Regions from separate parts of the Rattus norvegicus genome. Here region 1 is linked to region 2. Evidence: chromatin contacts called from public Hi-C data. All regions are on one chromosome and are shown on one strand. The core of a region is the stretch at or near the end of the contact, and the rest is flanking DNA. Distances in the headings are between cores, read along the strand shown.

Region 1 (3,314 bases), core at 762-3,261, 72 kb before region 2:
AGGAAGAAGCATCGCGTGAGCCCACACTCACCCATATACACACAACATCCTCCAGACCGGGTCCTTCCCCACAACTCATGTGCTCCTCTGAACTCCTTCCTTCTGATCCCCCTGTCAGAGGGCAGGTCACATAACCATCGAGCTGGCGAACGGAGTGCCAGATGGCTGTGGCGTGTAGGTGTCATGACCCGTGGAAGACCTTGGAGGATGGAAGGGTTGCTTGGTTCCAAGCCATGTCCTCCGTGCACCTCCTCAGTGTCAGTCAGTTTTTGAGGGGAATGGCCCCATAGGCTACACCCGATCCCATCACAGGTCCTACCTACTCTGGGGTCCATGTTCCTTCCTCACAAAGTCTCCTTTCCCTGCTTGATGGTTGGCCTCCCTCCTTCCTTCCTTGCCCCACTCTCTTTCCCTCCCAGCTGTCCTAAGCCCTCCCCCCAGAAACTTAGCTCTCAGCTTGTGGCACTCTGCCCCAGACCCTCCTTGTGTTACAATATTGTGCATTCCTTCCGTTCAGTGGCCCCAATGCTGCCCCCAGGACCCTGTACCCTACAGGTCTCCTGAAGCCCTCGCTCCCTTGCTGCATCCCTGTCTGTCCTTCCTTACCACAGCTGCTGTATATATCCCATCTCTTTCCTTTAAAAGATTTATTATATTTATATCAGTACACTGTAGCTGTCATCAGACACACCATAAGAGGGCATCGGATCCCATTACAGGTGGTCGTGAGCCACTGTGTGTTGCTGGGATTTGAACTCAGGACCTCAGGAAGAGCAGTGAGTGCTCTTAACCGCTGAGCCATCTCTCCAGCCCCAACACATATCCCCTTTCCGACTGTCCCACCCGCACCCATGCCGGGCTGTGCTGAGCACGCAGTGTAGCATCTCGGGTGTTCATCCATGTGAAAAGAGTGGCTATGGCAGGGGAAGATGAGCAGGGAGGTGCTCTGCCTAAGTGCGCTCCCAACACAATACAACCTGTTCTCTTGAGGGACTCGTTAGATGTCCGTGTCCTTGTCACAGGCCTGAGGGCCAAGACTCCCGCCTGTAGCACCGACTCCTACATACGCCTTGGCTCCTCCCTGCCTGCACTTCCTGTGTCTCACGGTGACACTGAGTGTTTGCTGCCTTGGAGCCTGACTGGTGGGTGAGTTATTGTCCACCGCGGGGCTTCTAAACAAGGGGCATGTGCGGTTTAGCTCCTGGTCTGGACCAAGTGCCTTGGGATGTGAGGTGGATGGATTCAAGGCACTGCCCAGCTGTGTCTCAAGGTGCAAGTTCCTGCTGGCTCATTCCTGTAAGATGTCCCTTTGCTAGCTTTGTGATTCTTAAAGCTTTCTAGGCACCCCCCACCTTTTCCCCTGTGGAGGGCAGAAGAGGGGAACACATGCTAAGCGTATGGAGGGCTGTTGGGGAGTTCTTCAGATTCTGACTGTGTGCCCGTAGCCTTTGTCTTGAGTTGAGCTTTGCCAGCGGCTGCCAAGTCAAACAGTCCTTGTGAGCGGCAAGTACTCCCCCCTTTTGCTGAATATCACACATTCCTCTACAGTGAGTGGGGCGTAAAAATAGACGCCGGGCTCTGTTGTGGTCTTGCTGTTTTTAGATTGGATATAGCCAGCCGAGCCCCGGGTCCCCACATGGGCCAACTGACCAGGTTGTAGGGAAGTCAGGAGCCCTGGGTGTAGGCAGCAGGTGGGTTACTGCCAGGAGCTGAGGAGATTCTTGTCTCCCTCTTCTGCTTCGGCCTCCGAGATCACAGAAGGCAGCCCATGCCATGACGGTGACCTGGTGGCCACTGTCCCTTCCAGTTATCTTCTGTGTAGTGTTCTTCTGCAGGGCTGACTCGGCAGCCTGGGCACTGAGAGAAGGCCACATGATTTCTTTCCCATTCCTGGAAAAGACATGTTTGGAAAAGTTTGTCCCTGGCACGCACGGTCTTTCTGTTTTCCACCTTGGCCTGTGTGGGCCCCAGGGGGAGGTGGCCTGGTCTGGCCTTCAGAACCAGTGCTGTCCGGGAAAGTCCAGTGAGGTGCTGAGGTAGCTCTTCTGTAATGAGAAAGGGATAGTGAACCCACGTTCCTCTGTGTCATTTCCGAGGACAGTTTCCCATGGTGCCGCGTGCATAACACATGTCAAGTCGACTAAGATTCCTGGACTGTTCTTCCCAAGTCTGTGGTGTGACATCAGCTAACTTCTGTGTCAGGGGTTGAGGTATGGGTGACTGTAGTCAGCCTGGGGCCTTCCACCAGGACCTGGGCTCTTTTTTACCTTGCTCTGCACCCTGGGGATTTAGTGACTGTTTTCTCTAGGTGGAGCAGTGGGCACTCTGATCCTGGAATAGGAGAGCCAGGCTGTGGGTGCACCTCTGGGCACTCCCTCTGGCTCCCAGGGCTGACCTGTGGTGCTTCCATGGGTTCTATTGTCCAGCCACCAACCTATTCCATAAACTTTCACAGGATCTAGGAGTCCTGAGTCTGCCAAAGCTCTGCCCTCCTCACCTTCTGTGAGCCTGGAATTATCAGGTTGTATCAGTAGCCGTGAGAGACAGCTATAGAGTCAGTTTCCAGCAAGCCATGATGGAAACCCCCAGAATGGGGAGCTTGGGGTCACTCATGACCTCGTTGAGCCCATTCTTTGGTTGTTCAGCTGAGCCAACATAGACAGGGACAGGGAACAAGGTCTTCCCTCCTCCCATCCAGCTGCCAGATAGTGTTTGAATGCCTTCTCTTCTTACTGGGATAGCAAGAGGTCCTTCACCAGCAAGGAGGAGGTTGGCTTGTTAGAGGAGACTAGTCACACTTTATGTACAAAGTTAAGGCTCAAGAGAACACAAGGAAAGGAGGGGGCAGATGGGTTAGGATCTGCTGCCTCCTCTCCCTTCCCTCTCCTCTCCTTCTCCCTCCTCTCCGTAGTACCCTCCTTTCTTGTTTGTTTGTTTGTTGTTGTTTTTGTACAGGGTGCTGCTGTGGCTTGTTGGCCTGGTAATTTCTATCTAGTCCAGATTAGGGTCAAACCCACAGCAATCCTTTTGTCTCCACCTCTTGAGTGTTAGGATTGTGAGCAACAGCCACTGTACCCTGCCTTTTTTCTTCTTGTTTCTTCTGCTTTTCTTTCTCTTTCTTTCTTCCTTTCTTTCTCTCTCTTTCTTTCTCTCTCTCTTTCTTTCTTTCTTTCTTTCTTTCTTCTTAGACAAGGTATTATGTAGCTCTGGCTGTCTTGGAACTCACTACGGAGATCAGGCTGGCCTCAGATTCACAGAGGGATCTATCTGCCTCTGCCTCTGCCTCTGCCTCCTGAGTGCTGGGATTAAAGGTG
Region 2 (3,034 bases), core at 195-2,694:
GCGACATCCCTGCCATCACTGGCCAGCTCCATAGCCGCCCTTCTCTCTTCGCAGAGGGCTGAGGCTGAAAGTTCCTTTGGATCGCATGGCCAGTCTCTCTGGTCACTACCCATCTCCTGAGATGACCGTGAGGCCTTCATCTCCCAGACTTCTCACAGGGGACAACAAGATGTTCAGTGAGCTTAAGAATCCAGCCATCTAGTGCTTGCCTAGCAAGGGCAAGGCCCTGGGTTCGGTCCCCAGCTCCGAAAAAAAGAAAAGAAAAAAAAAAAAAAGAATCCAGCCATCTGTGGTCAGAAACAGAGAGGAGAGACCTATCTATCACTATACTTGGGAACTCTACTCTTGTGTCCCCAGCACAGGGCCTCCTGCTGAACCCCAAAGCTACTAAGGCATCCACACACTCCTCTAGGAAATCTATGCACCACTGCCCTTTCCTGAGCTCTTACTCCTTGTACATCCCTTGGTCCTCTGGCATCCTTAGTCCTGAGTGCAGACCGTCATGGCTGCAGCCTGGAGTGCAGACCGTCATGGCTGTAGCCTTGATGCCTCCAACAACTGGCTTCCCACTGAGATAGATCTTCTGGTAATTATTTTACATCTGTGCGCAGAGAAGGTCACTCTCTAGAGCCCAGCTCAGACACCATCAAATCCTGCATGGTCCATCTAGTTTCTTCTGAGCCAGGGACTGCTCTGCCAATCCTCCCTTTCCGCCTTCACTTTCTAGTGCCACTTTAGGGTAAAGGCAGGTTGTGCCTGTGTCAACTCCATGGCCAAGAGATTACTTGACGTACTGGATGCAAGGCAAGTTAGTCGCCCACCCATGGTGGACTACAGGGGCAACCGTCTACCAGACCTACTCCTGCTGTCTTCTCAGCTCCCACCCTTCCTTGGGATCCACCCGTCTCATTCTCTAAACCTCCATGACTATTCCACACTCAAGGGCGGTGCTCTGAAACCTCCAGCCTCCAAAACAGCCGCCTTCCATCCACAAGCCCAGAACATTTTGTTTCAATATGGCTTTACCACAGTTGGGATTTCCCAACCTGACCAGATGTGCTAGAAGTTTCCCAAAGGTGCGGGAAGGGACTGGAAGCCCCTGTGCAGAACAGACAACTAACGTAATTACAACCATTCAAGGTCGTCCATCCTGAGAGCCGCTGATGACTTATGAGAGGTTCATCTCCTGCAGGTAGGTCCCTTCCTGGCATGTCCTGAGAGGCTTATAAGCAGATCACGAGGGGCTTACGTCCCAAGGTCTGCATGGTGGCTTCAGTTGTCACAACCCAGCCAGTCCTGTGACTGTGATCCCAGCTCCGGGGAACTGGGGTAAATATGTAACTCAACGCCAGCCCTTTTTTTTTTTTTTTTTTTTTTTTTTTTGCCTGAAGCTCATCTGCCACTAGGGCTTCCTGGAAGGGACCCAGCGGAACATCGCCCTGGCCTTGCTCCATCTTGGCTAAGCCTGGATTCCCATGGTCCCCCGACCTGGGTCCTCCCCCAGCCTCTGTACAGAGTAGCCTGGGAATAGATCCATCTTCACCCCCTCGAGTATAAATAAGGCTGCTTGGTTCACCAGGGGATAGCTGTGCTTGTCTGGGCTGGAGCTAAAGGTAAGCAGAGCCCTCTTGGGTCCTTTCTGGTCCTTCGTGGGATCTGACTGGGCAGGAGCTGAGCTTCAGGGAAGAAGAGGAGGCAGGGGTTGGGTAGAGACACTGGAAGGGGTTGGATGGCATTTGTCCTGGAGTGAGGAGCTAGAAGTCTGTGGTGGCAGGCGCTTCAGATGTGACCACTGACTTGTGTCTCCTCTCCCGAAAGGCTAGATGTCCAGGTAAGCTGTCCCCTGCGGGTCACCACTCTGGGCTCACCGGCAACTGCTTGTGTTTTGTTAGGGGATGGCCAGGCCTTCTGCTTCCCGTGAGCCCAGATGGGTCCTCAAAGGCAGAGGGACTTTCACAGGCTCAGCACTAGAGTGGCTGAGTCCGCTGAACCTCTTCCAGCTCGAAGGGAGAACAAGGCTCCATTGTTTGGACTGCAAGCAGCAAGGAGGGACAGGTCCCATGGTCATCTCAAGTAGCATCTCTGTCCAGGCTCAGTGCTGGGGCCTGGGTCTTGTGGCTTCTCACCACGTCCTGTAGCGTCTCAACTTACCCCTCTGCAAACAGGCTCCTTGTGGTTCGAAGGTTCTCTAGGGCTGGGGATAAGTTAGGAGCACCCAGTAGCAAGGAAGAACTTTGATAATGTCAAGCTAAGCAAAAAAGGTAGCTCCTTATTTTCAGTGTGTGTGTGTATGTGTATGTGTGTGCGTGTGTGTGTGTGTACATGTGTGTGTGCATGTGTGTGTGCATGTATGTATGCACGTGTGTGTGCATGTGTGTGTGCATGTGTGTGCATGTGTGTGCGTACACGTGTGTGCTGTGTAGTGTATGTGCATCTTATTTATTCATTTATTTTTGTTTTTCGAGACAGGGTTTCTCTGTTGTAGCCTTTGCTGTCCTAGAACTCACTCCGTAGAGCATGCTGGCCTCAGATTCGGAGACCTGTCTGCCTCGGCCTCCTGAGTGCTGGGACTAAATGATTTTTTTTTTTAAATTTTAAGACAGGGTCTTACTGTGTAGCTCTGGTTGCCCTAGAACTCACAAAATTCTGTCTGCCTCTGCCTCTGATTCTATCACCATGCCCTGCCCAAGGTATGTGTGTATTTATATGAATGTGACATATGTGTATGATGTGTGTGTGTGTGTGTGTGTGAAGTGTGTGTGGTATATGGGGAGTGTGGAGACTCAAGAGCCATGAACACAGATAGAGGCCAGAGGAGGACATCAGCTGTCCTGCCAGGTACTGTCCTCCTTAGTCTCTGGAGACAGGGTCCCTTACTGAAGTTGGGGCTAGGCTGGCAGACAGGAAGCCCGGGAGATCATCCTGTCTCCTCCGTCCACGTCTCTGGAGTTGGGGGATTATGTGGTCATGACTGGTTTGCTGAGCCTGCCCCGGGCTCCTCAGTTCCTTCTTTCTTTCAAGAGGAAGTGTGCGT

Evidence for each region. Hi-C and Micro-C count contacts between places; a contact is called where the count stands out from the background.
Region 1: a Hi-C map of liver shows a contact between it and region 2, with 2.3 times the contacts expected there. The contact joins the enhancer-like site here to the promoter of Agt in region 2. A contact is called at or near these places in 2 of 12 Hi-C or Micro-C datasets (both in liver).

Annotation. Positions count from the first base shown.
Region 1 is chr19:69,509,153-69,512,466 of GRCr8, reverse strand. The region is part of intron 2 of C19h1orf198 (similar to human chromosome 1 open reading frame 198); the gene reads left to right. Among named protein-coding and RNA genes, the nearest start is that of C19h1orf198, 16 kb to the left of the region's middle. Within about 2 kb of position 2,011, at least 41 of the 93 cell types and tissues checked have an H3K27ac peak or open chromatin away from gene starts, as enhancers often do. A contact at or near this core is called in liver, where this site is marked.
Region 2 is chr19:69,436,787-69,439,820 of GRCr8, reverse strand. Agt (angiotensinogen) reads left to right here and starts at 1,444. Exons shown (of 5, transcript NM_134432.2): 1 at 1,444-1,613.